Linked DNA regions of Mus musculus: regions 1 and 3 are each linked to region 2. Evidence: chromatin contacts called from public promoter capture Hi-C data. All regions are on one chromosome and are shown on one strand. The core of a region is the stretch at or near the end of the contact, and the rest is flanking DNA. Distances in the headings are between cores, read along the strand shown.

The links. Promoter capture Hi-C pulls out the DNA fragments that hold promoters and counts their contacts.
Region 1: a promoter capture Hi-C map of pre-B cells shows a contact between it and region 2. The contact joins the promoter of Dnajc9 here to the promoter of Gng2 in region 2. A contact is called at or near these places in 4 of 39 promoter capture datasets (the C10 cell line, cranial neural crest and pre-B cells), 1 of 484 Hi-C or Micro-C datasets (B cells) and 3 of 115 datasets of contacts at active chromatin or transcription factors (astrocytes, effector CD8 T cells and embryonic stem cells).
Region 3: a contact with region 2 is called in a promoter capture Hi-C map of embryonic stem cells. The contact joins the promoter of Kcnk16 here to the promoter of Gng2 in region 2. A contact is called at or near these places in 13 of 39 promoter capture datasets (the 3T3-L1 cell line, the C10 cell line, the HPC-7 cell line and 7 more), 1 of 484 Hi-C or Micro-C datasets (embryonic stem cells), 3 of 115 datasets of contacts at active chromatin or transcription factors (embryonic forebrain, embryonic stem cells and forebrain) and 1 of 9 other capture datasets (adipose tissue).

What each region holds. Positions count from the first base shown.
Region 1 is chr14:20,386,167-20,390,903 of GRCm38.p6, reverse strand. Dnajc9 (DnaJ heat shock protein family (Hsp40) member C9) reads left to right here and starts at 1,994. Exons shown (of 5, transcript NM_134081.5): 1 at 1,994-2,300; 2 at 2,464-2,604; 3 at 2,693-2,947. The coding sequence starts at 2,121.
Region 2 is chr14:19,975,176-19,979,827 of GRCm38.p6, reverse strand. Gng2 (guanine nucleotide binding protein (G protein), gamma 2) reads left to right here and starts at 2,579. Exons shown (of 4, transcript NM_010315.4): 1 at 2,579-2,870.
Region 3 is chr14:20,266,285-20,270,624 of GRCm38.p6, reverse strand. Kcnk16 (potassium channel, subfamily K, member 16) reads left to right here and starts at 1,356. Exons shown (of 5, transcript NM_029006.2): 1 at 1,356-1,675. The coding sequence starts at 1,463.

The DNA.
Region 1 (4,737 bases), core at 745-3,244, 410 kb before region 2:
ACTTGTAGTGTCCTCTGAGTGCTAGGATTACAGGGAGGGCTTCTATGCATGGCCCAAATGCTTCCTTAACCACTTGGATCATCCCAAAGGTGAAGAAGACAATCGCCTTGTGTATTGTCTGTTTCCTTGACACATGAGCTCATGTATACAAAGACTCTGATGGAAAAGTTGGGGCTTTAATAGCCTTACCTTTTTTTTTTTTTTTATTGTTTTCTTTTGTTTGTTTTTCTTTTCTGAGATTGGTTTCTCCGGAACAGAACTGACTTTGTGTGCCAGGCTGGCCACCTGCCTCTGTCTGCTGCGTGGCGGGAATGAAGGCGTCCTCCGCTACCCTTTAAAGAGTAATCAGAAGGAAGTGCATCCAAAGGCTGAGAGTCTGTCGCTGTGTGTTCTGTATCACAGCTGTGGGTCAGTCAGATCCACGGTTACAGATGAGGGAGGCTATGCTCAGGAGTAGGAAACATAACTTGAGAACAACTTGGGATTCAAACTCCGTATGTCTACCTACAAAGTATTTTCCTACATATAATGTTGCCTATATGAAAGGAAAAACAAATGATAAGACAGCCATTCCAAAGCTCACTTTAAATGCCAGTGGGAAGCCTAGAACATGGCTCAGGACGTAAAGCGCTTTATTTTTACCTTAGCTCTGAGGTACTGAGTTCACATCCTTAGACCCCATGTACTAGTTAGACAGGAAGCAAAGAGTCTGCAATAGCAGCATCCTACAGGGACATGGGACGGTGGAGAGACAAAGGAATCCTCAGACACGGGCAAGCTGGCATGCACAGTGGAGAAACAACACAGACATCTTGTGTCAAATGAGGTAGGAAGTGAAGACTGACACCTAAGGTGGTATCTGACCTCCATGTGTTAAAGCATGCACATGCCCACTCTAACCAACACATGAATGTGCACGCATACACAGAACAGTCTATGATAGAGTCGTGTTTAGGTATTGTGAGTTCAGTATGTAAATGACAGGCTGTATGAAATCAAACACACCGTCTGCCTCACAGTGCCCCAGAACCATGGGATTCTACAGCTATAAACACGAATCACAGGTTTGCTTTTACGTGCTGGTTAATGTAGGTTTTAAGTTCTAGAGTAAGGCTACATTCTTTAGGAATGTAGTGCTCTGGCCTGTTTTATCTGGATTCTGAGAATAGTTACTTATGTACATTCAGAGGTTGCTCTCCATCCAGTGTGGCTGCTGGTTTTCCTTCACTGGGCATGAAGGAACTTTGAAAGTAGGTAAGAGAGGAACTAAGTTTAGTTGGCCTTGATTTTTAGATCCGAGGAGGGGAAAAGCCGAAGAAGCACTGAACTATTTAAAATGATAGGATGGGTGGGTCAGTGCAATTAGTTTCCATTGCTGTGTGAGGTGACTGCAGCAGGTGAGTGGCGCTGATTCTGTGCTGCCAAAGATACACATCCTTTGAGATAAAAGGCATTCTTAAAAGTTGTGCTTTGTGTATTTTGATTGATACAGGCTATTCCTGCATGGACTGAGGGATTCATCCCAGATGAAGTCATCTAAGCCTATAGTTGTACTCTGAGTATCACCTTAAAAAACACATTAACCTTTGGGTTGAACATGTCAAGTTTCCCAGTTTTCCTTATTTTGTATGATTGTGTATGATTGTGTGTGTTTGTGTGTGTGTAGGCCAAAAGACAACTTGACAGAGTATGTTCTCTCCTGCCACTGTATGGGTCCCAGAGGTCGTCAGGTATGGCGGCATGCCCTCCAACCCGCTGAGCATCCTCTCCAGCCCGAGCATCCGCTCTCTATTCGGAAAACTTTCGTTGTGTCTTGTACCGTACTCTCATGTATCATTGAGCTGTGCAGGGAACTGGGAGGAAGCGCAGTAGTGGCTGGCACCGGGTGGGGCGTGCCTCCTCTCCAGAAGACGCCACCGCCGTCTCATTTTACTTCGCGGGCGAGAGCGAGGCTGCTTTGCGGCTGCCGTAAAGTGCGGCTGGCCCCGCCCCCGGCGCTTCTCCTGTGACGCAGGCGCCCAGAGTTATTTGGGCGGGAAAAGGCGGCCGGCGGTCCGCTGTCCAGCAGAGCGGCTGTGGCTACAGCTTCCCCGGGTTCGCGGAGCAGCCTCTTCCCTGGCATGGGGCTGCTGGAGCTGTGCGAGCAGGTGTTTGGCACCGCCGACCTCTACCAAGTGCTGGGCGTGCGGCGCGAGGCTTCGGACGGCGAGGTCCGACGCGGCTACCACAAAGTGTCCCTGCAAGTGCACCCCGACCGAGTAGAGGAGGACCAGAAAGAGGACGCCACCCGCCGCTTCCAGGTTTGTGGGCCCGCGTTCGGACTGCTGCCCGGACTTGTGCTCTCGCGGGGCCCCTGCTCCTAGGACAGCGCACTGCTGATCCTCGGCCTGGCATTTTTCAGCTTTTCTAGCTGCCCTGTTTCGGTGGGAGGTTCAGGATGACTTTTGGATACTCTGCTTACAGATCTTGGGAAGAGTCTACGCGGTTCTGAGTGACAAGGAACAGAAAGCAGTGTACGATGAACAGGGGACAGTGGACGAAGACTCTGCTGGCCTCAACCAAGACCGGGACTGGGATGCATATTGGAGATTACTCTTTAAAAAGGTAAAGAGCTTTAGTGGCTTTGACTAATTCTCATCATTCAGTCCACAAGAACAATTCGCGAAGTTAAAGCAATCTTCTTTGTTATTAGATATCGCTAGAGGATATCCAAGCTTTTGAAAAGACATACAAAGGCTCCGAAGAAGAGCTAAACGATATTAAGCAGGCCTATCTGGACTTCAAGGGCGACATGGACCAGATCATGGAGTCTGTACTTTGTGTACAGTACACAGATGAACCCAGGATAAGAAACATCATTCAAAAAGCTATTGAATCCAAAGAGATTCCAGCCTACAGCGCCTTCGTCAAAGAGTCTAAACAAAAGATGAATGCAAGGAAAAGGAGGGTAAGTAGTGTTGTTCCTAGCACATCTCAGCTGCTTCAAAAAAGGGTCTCGCTGTATTCACAGCGACGGAAATAGACTGCTGCGATATGACTGCTTGACCTGCAGCATTGATCTAACTAGATGACCAGGAAGAAAGCCCTGATTACTTTGGTATGTTGTGCTGAAAATGATTCCACTTTATGGACTGTTTGAAGTCACCCTCAAGTGATTCTGAAAAACTTTTCACACGAGGCAGTCCTTGTAGCTTTGCTGTATGGAGCCTGGTTACAAGGCTGTGGGCCTTGTGTGGTTATTGAACAGGTAGAAGATGGCAGTGATTGTGTGCTGTTAAACATGTAGAATGGCGGGGTGGTGCTCCCAGTACTTGAGCACTGAGGAAGCTAACTGAGGATTGCCACTTTTGAGGTCAGGCTGCGCTGTGTGGATCCGTGCTGCATTGGTTGTCTAGTACGTGGGAGGTCCCTAATTCTCCAAAACTGCCCAGAAGAGGGGGAGAAAACAAAAATTAAAAAAAATTCTGTAAATACATATAGTTATTTCACACACACACACACACACACACACACACAAGGGGATGGAGAGATGGCTCAGTGGGCATGTACTCCTCTTACAGAGACCCAAGTTCAACTTTCAGGACCAAGGTTGGGTGTTGTGGCTCACAACCGTCTGTAACTCCAGCTCCCAAAGATTTGACACCTCCGGTTTCCATGTAACCACTGGGTGGTCTCTCCTGTCCCCACTCTGAGGAACACAATTGCCTACACTTGAGGATTGGGACTTGCGGTTGATTCTTCATCCCTTCATCCCTGTCTAACCAGGAAGAGTGGGGATGTTAGCTGAGGAGTTGAAGGAAGCAAACAACCCTGCTTACGCTCTTTGGGAAAGTTACCCCAGACTGCTGGTAAAGCAATGGTTGCTTCGTCTTGGCTTTCACGATTGGAGCTGACTGGAGAGCTGGCAATTTAAGATGTTAGGTGTCTGGTGGGTACTTGAGTTGTCTTTTGTGTGGCTCAAGTGGATGGGCAAAGACCTGGAGCTTTTAGTACAAGAACATGCAGAGAGAAAAACTAACTTTAGTGTTTGGGGTGAGTTTAAGGGCCTGCTTTACAGAGAAGAGACTGCTATGCCTTTTTCATGGCTTGGAGTCACAGCTGTTGCTTGCTAATCATTTTCGCATGTAAAACAGAACAGCTGTATTAGATCAGGATTTTGGTTTGAGAAACTTGGAGTTAGAGGGGAAATGACAGTTTGAAAGCTGTGTAAAGGGATTGAGGAATGCTGAATTTTAAGAGACGATAATAGAACAAAACTTGTTTTTTGTTCTGGAATAACAAGATCCCAATTTATCCTTATTCCCAGTGGTGATTTGGAAATTTTTACAATGAGTTAGGGCCTCACAGTTCTTGCTGTTAGCTGTTGTGGTATTTTGGCAAATTTTGTTAAATGAAGATAGCTTTGAAATCAGGTAAAGAAAGGCTAAAACTGAGTTTGCTAATGTTTTTTTCTGACTACTCAGAAAACATTTTAAATTTGTGTTGTGTGTATTTGCATGTGTTTGTGCCTGCGTTTGTGAGTGCATGAGTGTGGGTGCCCTCAGAGCTGTTGATTCCCTGGAGCTAGAGTGACAGACAACCTGGTGTGGATGCTGCGCATGGCCTCTGGAAGAGCAAGAAGTGCTAACAGCTGGGCCAGCTATCCAGCTCCAGAGAAAGCCTTTAAATCATTGCAGCTCACTAGGCTGCTGTGTACAAAATGGGGTTTCAGATGAAGATCCTGAAGTGCCTGGTACC
Region 2 (4,652 bases), core at 1,330-3,829:
CAGTTATCCTAACACTGTGTGTACAGTTGGTTTGATGTGCCTTCTTAAAGAAAATGGAGACTATAGAGAGAGGAGTAGGCGTCAAGTAATATTTAGAGCTCCTATGAACTGCTAGCCAGAATGCTCAAAATTATAGGAAAATGGGGACATTAGGCTAAAATGATGCCCTTTGTGTCCCCATCAGCCACCACTATCAGATAAATGTAAGACATACAGCAGGGTATTACTTTCTGCAAATGAGAACAGTGGTGAATGTTTTCAGATTTTTATCTCTGAGTCAATGGAATGTATGTAAAGTAGCTTTCATCTGACAATTGATTGCACAAGCATTTCACATAAGTAAGAGGCTCACCTTTTCCCCTATGAAATGGGTACATTGTAGGCCGGGTGTCAGGGCCTCGTATGCTTGTGTTCCAACTCTAAGCTGGATTAATCTCTTCCCCTGGAGGAGCTACACACCCACACGTGACTCTTGCCTCCTGAAAGAAGAAGCTGCTGGGACAGAAATCAATGAGGCTAATGACAGGAAGGGGACATCTTAAAATCTGGGTTTTTAGTTTGAGGAGTTTGGTCGGTCTCTCCTGGAGCCCGGCAGATGAATCTCCTGGGAGGTTTATGACCAGAGTAGAGGGGATACGTTAGGAGGCAGGCACAAATTCCTAGTGATTTCTTGTTTAAAAGATTTTTTTCTAAATAAAAACTTAATAGAAATACCAACCCCTTTCTCATGGAGAGGAGTGAGGGAGGGAGGGAGGGAGAAAGGGAGGGAGGGAAGGAGAGTCTCTTAGCTGGATTAAAAGTAAAGATTTAAAATTTGGTTTAAAATTGACCAAAGTCTTGTTTTTATAATTTCCCCAAACTTTTGAGACCTCCCCCCCCCCTTAGGCTTAGCATTACACACACACACACTATTTTATATATATGTATGTATATATACTTTATGTTGGACATTTCTGGTCTCTTACAATAAAAAAAGATTTCTGAGAAACTTCATGGAACTTGAAATCAAAACAAAAGGAATCTTGGGATTGTTTGAGAACACTCACTGAGAGTAACTTTTGCGCCTGCCAGAATGACATTCGGTAGTCCCCAGGGTGTGCGAGGAAGGCACAGCTGATGAGCCTGCATCAATCTAGATTTTCCTGTCAGATTCCCTCCTGGTGAGTGAAGGTAGGACAGGGCCTTCAAAATACAGTAGCAGATTGCTTCTAATGCTTGAGAAGGTTAGCTTTCTAGGCCTGGCTTCTGAGAGAGGATGGATTTATTTATTAATTACATTTGAGACAGGGTCTCACCATGTAACTCAGAGGAGCTTTGAGCTCAAAGTGATTCTGTTGTCTCAGGCTACAGTACTGAAACTGCAGCTATGACTACCATGCATCACCTCCCTTCAGGAGCAAGGATTCCCTCCTCGCTGCCCTGCTGGTGTTTAAAATGTACCTTCCCCCAAAGTGCTTCCTTAATCCAGAGAAAGAATAACTCAAACCTGGGGTAAATTGTTGCCACAAGCATCAGGGCTCAGCTGTGAACATAACTGGGGGAAGCCAGGGGAACAAACACTGGTGTCCGACCGGCTGTTGACTGTCCGAGCCACTTGTCACCTGAGTTTCAGTCTCTTGTAAATAATAACCGATAGTATGTAATTGAGTATTTTCTCTGCTCTGGGAACTATTTGAAGCACCACGTATCTGTCTGGTCTTACTTCCTTCTCAGATTTTTCCACTGTGAAATATGGTATGATTTTTGCAAGTGGGGAAACTGAGGCATATAGACATTAAGTCATTTGTCTAAGTTTACAGGCAGGAATGACAGCTCAGATTTTAACTCTGGAGGACAGACTGACAATGGTTCTCTTTATTCATGACACTATCCTATTGTCTGAAACAAAGGGCAAAAGAGGCCCCTCAGCCCTACCAATATTAGGTGGGTGGTAGAGGAGGGGATCTATGGCTGGACTGGGAATCCGGGCCACTCAGACCACACCCCTCCCTTCATTCACACTCTCCTCGGACTGTTCTCACTGCTAGATCTACCTCAGCATTGCAGGACTTGGCTTAGCTCACACGTCCCAGAAGTCCTGCGGGTGCCATTATTTTCTAAGCATATGGGTTAAATAAAATCTCAGTGGTAGGGAGACCTTGGGGGAATGAAGCTCCGGAAAGGTTGGCTGGCCACAGAGGAAAAACTCGGCAGCAAGAGGCTGCAAGCTGCTTGGGAATGCAGATAGGCCGTAAATTAGAAGGCGCTGCTGGCTGGCCCCGGATCTCAGGACCAGAGTCTACGCCGGCCCAATAAATACAGTAGCTTCAGTTCAGAATGAGAAAGCAGTTTGGGTGTTGAGGAAACCCACTGAGGCACTGTGTGGACACTGTTGGGAGATGAGCGCTGGGAGATAAGAAAAGGACTGAGAAGACAGTGCAGTGGGGATGGAAGGGCGCTGGAAAAAAGGGGTCCAGGGGATTAGAGCCAAATTAGCATCAGCAGCAGACAAAGCCACTTAGAGGAAGCCCTGAAGTGGTGGGAGAAGCAAACGAGAAAGCTGGCTTGCTACCCGATACTAAGAGAGGAGGAAGTGGGAGATGAGCTGCTTCCTGTAGGAATGAGGATTGAAGACAAAGCTGGGTGGGGACTCAGGCTTGGGCTTCAGGGGCTGCTATACAGACAGACACACGACGCCTCTCGGTGGGCAACTCCTACTACGGCTGGGCTGGGCTGGGCAGGGCTTCGCTGCGCTGGGCTGGGCTGACTGGGCTGGGCTGGGCTGGGCTGGGCTGGGCTGGGCTGGGCTTGGGCTGGGCGGGCCGACCTCACCACCCATCTGCTCCGCCAGGGGAAGCTGCTCTCTAACCAAGCCTCCGGAGCCAAGCAAGGTAAAGGACACGTTTTCCATGTAGCTCCTTTTGAATTGAGATGAAGTGACCATGCTTGTGGGTTTTGGGGTGGATTTCTTAGGGAAGCGAGGAACATTGATTCAGGCTTGGGGGAAATGATTAAGATGGGATTTTAATTTTTTTTTTTTTTTTCGAGAACGATGGTCAGATTTGTGACACATTTTGTTCAGGGTGTGGGGAACCACCCTCAGTGTTTAGGAAAACAAGCTGAATGTAAGAAGTGGTTTGTTTAGCTGGCTCAGCAGACCGACAGGGCTGAGTTGCAGTCAGCTGGGGTGCGAAGCTGCAGTCTGGGCACCCGAGCGTGGCAGACCCTTGTTTTGGGGTGTAAGTGGTGAAAGATGTTAAGCACACTCATATACGTATGTATTTCGGTGAGCCGTCTCTTTGCAACATTATGGCTGTGGTTTGGCTGTGAGGATGTTGGGTTCTTTTGTACATAGATTTTTACCAACAAAGGCTCGCATTTCGAGAGCGAGGGGCCAGTATTTACCTCTAAGGAACTAGTGTCTTCCTCTCCTTGCTGCTACCATTTGTTAGTAGGTCTTACCCTAAAGTTGCATCCTTATTTAAAGGACCATGGCCGGCCTATAACTTGCTGAAAATCGGATACCGGTGTGTAAATGGATTTTATGCCTGTATGAATTTTATCCATCTCTAGATCAAAACGATTGTTAATTCTAGACAGAGATAATATCGAAGTGAGCTGGTTTGTTTCCTTGTCTGTGTATGCTGTACACTGAGTTAATACAATCAGAACACAGTTTTTATTCTGTAAATTTTCTTAAGCACTGGATGCTGATAATGAGTCTGGGATAGTAACTGGTTTGCGTTTATGAGTGATATATATAAAAGTACAATAAAGAGGTCTAACAGGCTTGAACTGAGATTATGGGCTTTTTTGGCAGAACATGTAGGATAAACAGTTTAATAAACTGTGTCATAATTTTTAAAAAATCTTCAACAAAAGTGTAGTTAAGCATAAGAAAGCATTGATTAAAATGATTTTTACTTTTTTATATACAATAAAAGGAGATAGTTTTTCAAAGCAAAGAAAGAGCTTCGTGTGGTAGAATGAAAACAATAAAATGGCATGTTTGAATACTCATGAATTATTAAAATACAAGTTTCTTTTTTTAAGGTCCAAATAATACCAGTGGAGAAAATATGTACTTTTGTGATAAAACCATTGTCAGTTGAAGAAGCCACACAATTGAGATTCAGTTTTGTTTTGTCACCTTTATGAAATTCATTTAGCTTCTCAGAATTTGTCGAGTAGCGGTGCATTTTCTGAGACAGGAAGCTTTCATGGACACTGAAGAAATAAATTTCTATTTTCCTGAGCATGTGTAGGAGTTGCTGTAACCATGGGCTCTTGGGAAGGCTTTCTTGAATTTAATCAAAGCGAGTCATTTCAGGATTCTAAAGTCCCCATCGCATCCTAAAGTGAAATATGTAGCTTCATTCTTCTGGATGGAGACCTAGGCTAGATCTAGAGTCTGGTGATCGCACTGTGTGTCCCTAACTGAAATAGGAAGCTGGGCCTCTGGGCTATAAGGACGGCAGGACTTTCCTTTCATACTGATTCGTCTACAGCCTGTGTTCGCAGATGATGCGACACCCTGCTTTGTTTGGGGATGTCTAGAAAATGTGTGTTACCCCTCCCATGTGTCTCACGGGAGAGTGAGGTGATGAAACCCTGGCCAGTAGGCATAGTAGAGTCAAGGGTGCCCTGCTATCTGTCTGAAAACACCTAAGAGC
Region 3 (4,340 bases), core at 107-2,606, 290 kb before region 2:
TTGTTAGCTCATAGCTGCCTGTAATTCTAGCTTCAGGACATTTGGCGCCCTCTTGGACTCTATGGGTACCCACCCACACATGCATGCATCCACACCCACAAACACACACATATATAAAAATAAATATTAAGAAATAAACAGTAAGCCTGAGGAGATGGCTCAGTGGTTAAGAGCACACACTATCTGCTCTTCTAGAAGACTCAGGCTCCATTCCCAGCACCCAACCACCTGCAGCTCAGGTTCCAAGGGATCTGATACCCTCTTCTGGCCTGCACATGCTGCACAGACATACATGCAGGCAAAACACCCATACACACAAAATAAAGCTAAATAAATATTTTTAAATAAATAAAATGGGATAGCTGGTCATGGTGTCACATGACTTTAATCCTGGCACTCAGAAGATAGTGGATCTGTGTGGATTTAAAGCCAGCCTGGTCTACATACCGTGCTCTAGCCCAGCCAGGGCTACATTGAGTCTTTGTCTTAAAACCAAAACAAGACAGGCAGGCAGGCAGGCAGACAGGAAGATAGATGATAGATAGATAGCTAGATAGATAAATCTGGAGAGACGGGTCAGCTGTTGAAGGTTAAGCTAACAACTAAAAAGAAAAAAATAAATCAGTAACTGCACACATGCACAGTATGTTAGGTGAATTATTGTATAATGTCAGTAAAGTAGTCGCATCTACCAAAGATCAATCGAGGCACTATGGGTCCTCCTGTGGAAAAAAAGGAGTCACCAACAGTAATATATGGGTGGAGGCTCATGTCCGGTTCTGTCTTCTCCCCACTTTCATCTCCTGAGCTCAGCATCCTCAGACAACCTGTTCAAGGGTCTCAAACAAGACCAACCATTGGCCAAAGTGATAGCTGGTGGTAACCAGGGCTGTCCATGTATCAGTAGCACCAATTGATAATGCTGCTAAGCAAGGCTGTCATCTGCCTGTTTACTTTGCTTTGATTTGTTTTACTCTGGTTTACTCAGTCCCAGGTTCCCCCAATAGGCAGGTCAATCCTCCCCATTCCCTTCTGTAAGCAAGGGCAACCCACACCCTCGTGAGCCTTCCCTCCCAGCCTCCTGTGTTTGAGCCGAGAGCCTTCCCAAGTGAGGAATCTGAAGTTGTCAAGATCCCTTCAGTCCCAGCAGAGTGGGCTCCTGATCAGATTCTCTCCCAGACACTCAGCCTCACTTGGGAGCAGAAGCTAAGACCAGATGAGCTCAGGAAGAGCTCATAGGTGTCCCTGAGGGGCCCAAGCATTTGCTGCCTTGCTGCTCTGCATGGAAAAACAAGGCTGGGTGGGGGATGGCAGGCCTGTTTGCACACCACACTGTTCAAACAGACTCCCCTGCCGCAGACACCTGTGCGGTGGAGGACAGGGCAGGCAGTGGCAGGGGCTCTCACCTCTTCCAACTCTTTCACAGCCACCCTGACAGCTGCTGCAGAGTCCTGGCCACATCATGCCCCGTGCTGGGGTCTGCGGCTGCTGGGGTGGCCAAGTATTGCCCCTGCTTCTGGCCTATATCTGCTACCTACTGCTTGGGGCCACCATCTTCCAGCTGCTGGAGAAGCAGGCAGAGGCTCAATCCAGGGACCAGTTCCAGCTGGAAAAGCTACGCTTCTTAGAGAACTACACCTGCCTAGACCAGCAGGCCCTGGAGCAGTTTGTACAGGTGAGAGTACAAAAGAATGGGACAGGAAGAGTGGGGAGGCAATGGAGGGGCTAGTGGCAGGAACAGAGCCACTACCCAGAGGTTGGTTCCCCTTTGGAAGCAGAGTGTGGAGGAAGCTTGAGCCTGGAGAGATCTAGTCCGGGGCCCCGATTCTCAGGTCTGTTATGTGACCTTGCCAGTCACTTAACCTAAATGTCCTCATCAGTAAGATGAGAAGAAAAAATATATCTGGGATTGGGAAGTTGGCTCAGCCAAGCATCTGCCAAACAAATATAAGGACCTGAGTTCTAGACCCAGATGTCCCCACACCCCCAGAGGTGGGCGGGCAAGATGGCTCAGCGAGTAAAAGCACTTGGCACGGAGCAGAGCCTGATGGCTGCCGTTCAAGTCCTGAAACTCACATAGGGAAAGGAGAGACAACTCCTGGAAGTTGTCCTCTGATCTTGACATGCACACAATGGTACATGCATTTCCACATGCATATAAACACACCCATATCCACACACACTGTTATGTACTAATTAAAATGTAATTTAAAAAAAAAAAGTCAGGCATGGCGGCTTGTAATCTCAACACTGGAACGGCCTAGACAGGCAGATCCCTTGGGCTCTATGGCCAGCCAGCCTTGCCAAATGGGCAAGCCTCAGGCCAGTAAGAGAGCCAGTCTCAAAAAAAAAAAAAGAAAAAAAAGAAAAAGAAAAAGAAAAGAAAAGAAAAGAAAGAAAGAAAGAAAGAAAGAAAGAAAGAAAGAAAGAAGGAGAAAAGGAAAGGTGGAAAGCTAGACAGACAGCTTAGTAGGAAAGAGTACTTTGTAAGTAGAGGGACCTGGCCCCCATGTACATCTCTGGGTATGGCTGCAAGTGCCTGTGACCCCAGCATTGGGTTGGTGGGTTGGGGAGACAGGTGGATCTTGAGAGCTCACTGGCTAGGCCAGAGCAGCCTAACCAAAAGGGCTAGCTCTATTTCAGTGACCCTGTCTCAAGGCAAAACCCAAACAAGGCCGATGGCTCTGTGGAATGACACCTGTGGTTGAGCCCTGGCCGCCTGCACAAACATATTCGTACACAACTCTGCACATAAGCAAATGGGAATAGACACATGTACATCCACAAAGAAAATGCACCTGCAGTCGACACACATGAACTGTCAGTCTTCAACACTCCAGAGATGTCCCCTCTCACACTCGCCCACTTCTCAGACTGCTGCTCCATAGGCTGGCTCCCAGCCTATCTCCCTGGGTAGAGACACACACAAAGGTTAGAACGAGCTGGGCTGGTAGACAGCGGCCAGGTGGGGTGGATGAAAGCTGCCAGAACTGGACCCCTAGGTGGTCTTACTTCCTGCCTGGGTTCCTCCTGCCTCCCTCTCTTTCAGAAACAAAGCAAAACTAGGTATTTTGGGCAAAGGTGGGGCACTGAGAAGATGGACAGACAGGTGGAACAGGTAGTATTAGCGAACACCAAACAACAAGCCAAGCAAAGCTGGCACAGTGAGAATGTGCATTCATTGGTAGGGACGGGGCTCTGGGCCACCATCATTTAGCACCTGTGGCTGAGCACCCTGCAGGTGCTTTCTTCCCAGTTGCTTACTGCAAGCACTGCCTTCAGCTTGCAGGTGAGAGATGCAGGGTGTCGACAAGTCTGCACAGTCACTGGCTGAGGCAGAACTCACACCCATTCTTCTCGCTGGGGAGCTCTCTACTTTTCATTCCATGAACCAGCTCACCCAGTGAGGACAGGGCACTGCTGAAAGCGAGAATTTTTAAGGTGGAGTCTGTGGCCCTCCCTCACCAGCAGCAACGCCTGAGAGCATGTCAGGAGAGCAAGCGTCAGCATCCACCCAGACCTGCTGACTCAGGCACTTTGGGTGAGCTCACCAGGTGGTGCTGAGGCCCTGAGACTTCTCTTGGGACTGAGAGCAACAGGCTTACTAGATGAGATGTGAACAGAGTGGACTGTTCTGTTGTTCTATATGTGGATATACTCTGAATATAGAGTTACTCAGGGATGATGCTCATTTCCAGCCCCCTCAACATCCCAGAAGTAAGCCTGAGTCAGGAACACCCTCCAAACCTCCTGCCCTGGGCTGGTAGTGGAGCCAGGAACGAGGAGTGGGCAGACAGGTGGCAAGGCTTAAACCAGCTCTGTAGTCAAGGGGCAAGGATGGACCAGATCTGACTGCATCCCAAGGGGCCTGTGCTTAGTTTGAGGACTCACTAGGAAAGATGAAACAGACACACCCCTGAAAGTCCTCAGTTGCAGGACAAATCCTCACCTCCCAGGGTAAGTGGAGCCTGGAAATCAGTTTTGGGGGAATCCGTTTCCTGGGGAACTCATACACTGAGTCACACACAGTGCTGAGTATGGTGTTCAAACTTGATTCCACGAGGAAGCAAGTTTGTATGTACATCAGCCCCTTTCTCCATTACCATGGGATTCCCTGAGGCTACTCAGCCACACCCAGAGCCATCAGAGGAGTCAGAACCCCTTCTCCACAGGTTGGAAGGCTCAGAGATGCACTGAGGAGCTGGGCAAATGCTAGGCCCAAGGGTGAAAGTCTCTAGGGAGAGGACACACTCTGGAATGCCTGCCCCAGCTCCCTGGGTGTGTGGGAAAGAGGAGGCTAAAGTCTGCCCAAGTGAGGGCCAGGAGGCCTCCACCCAGCT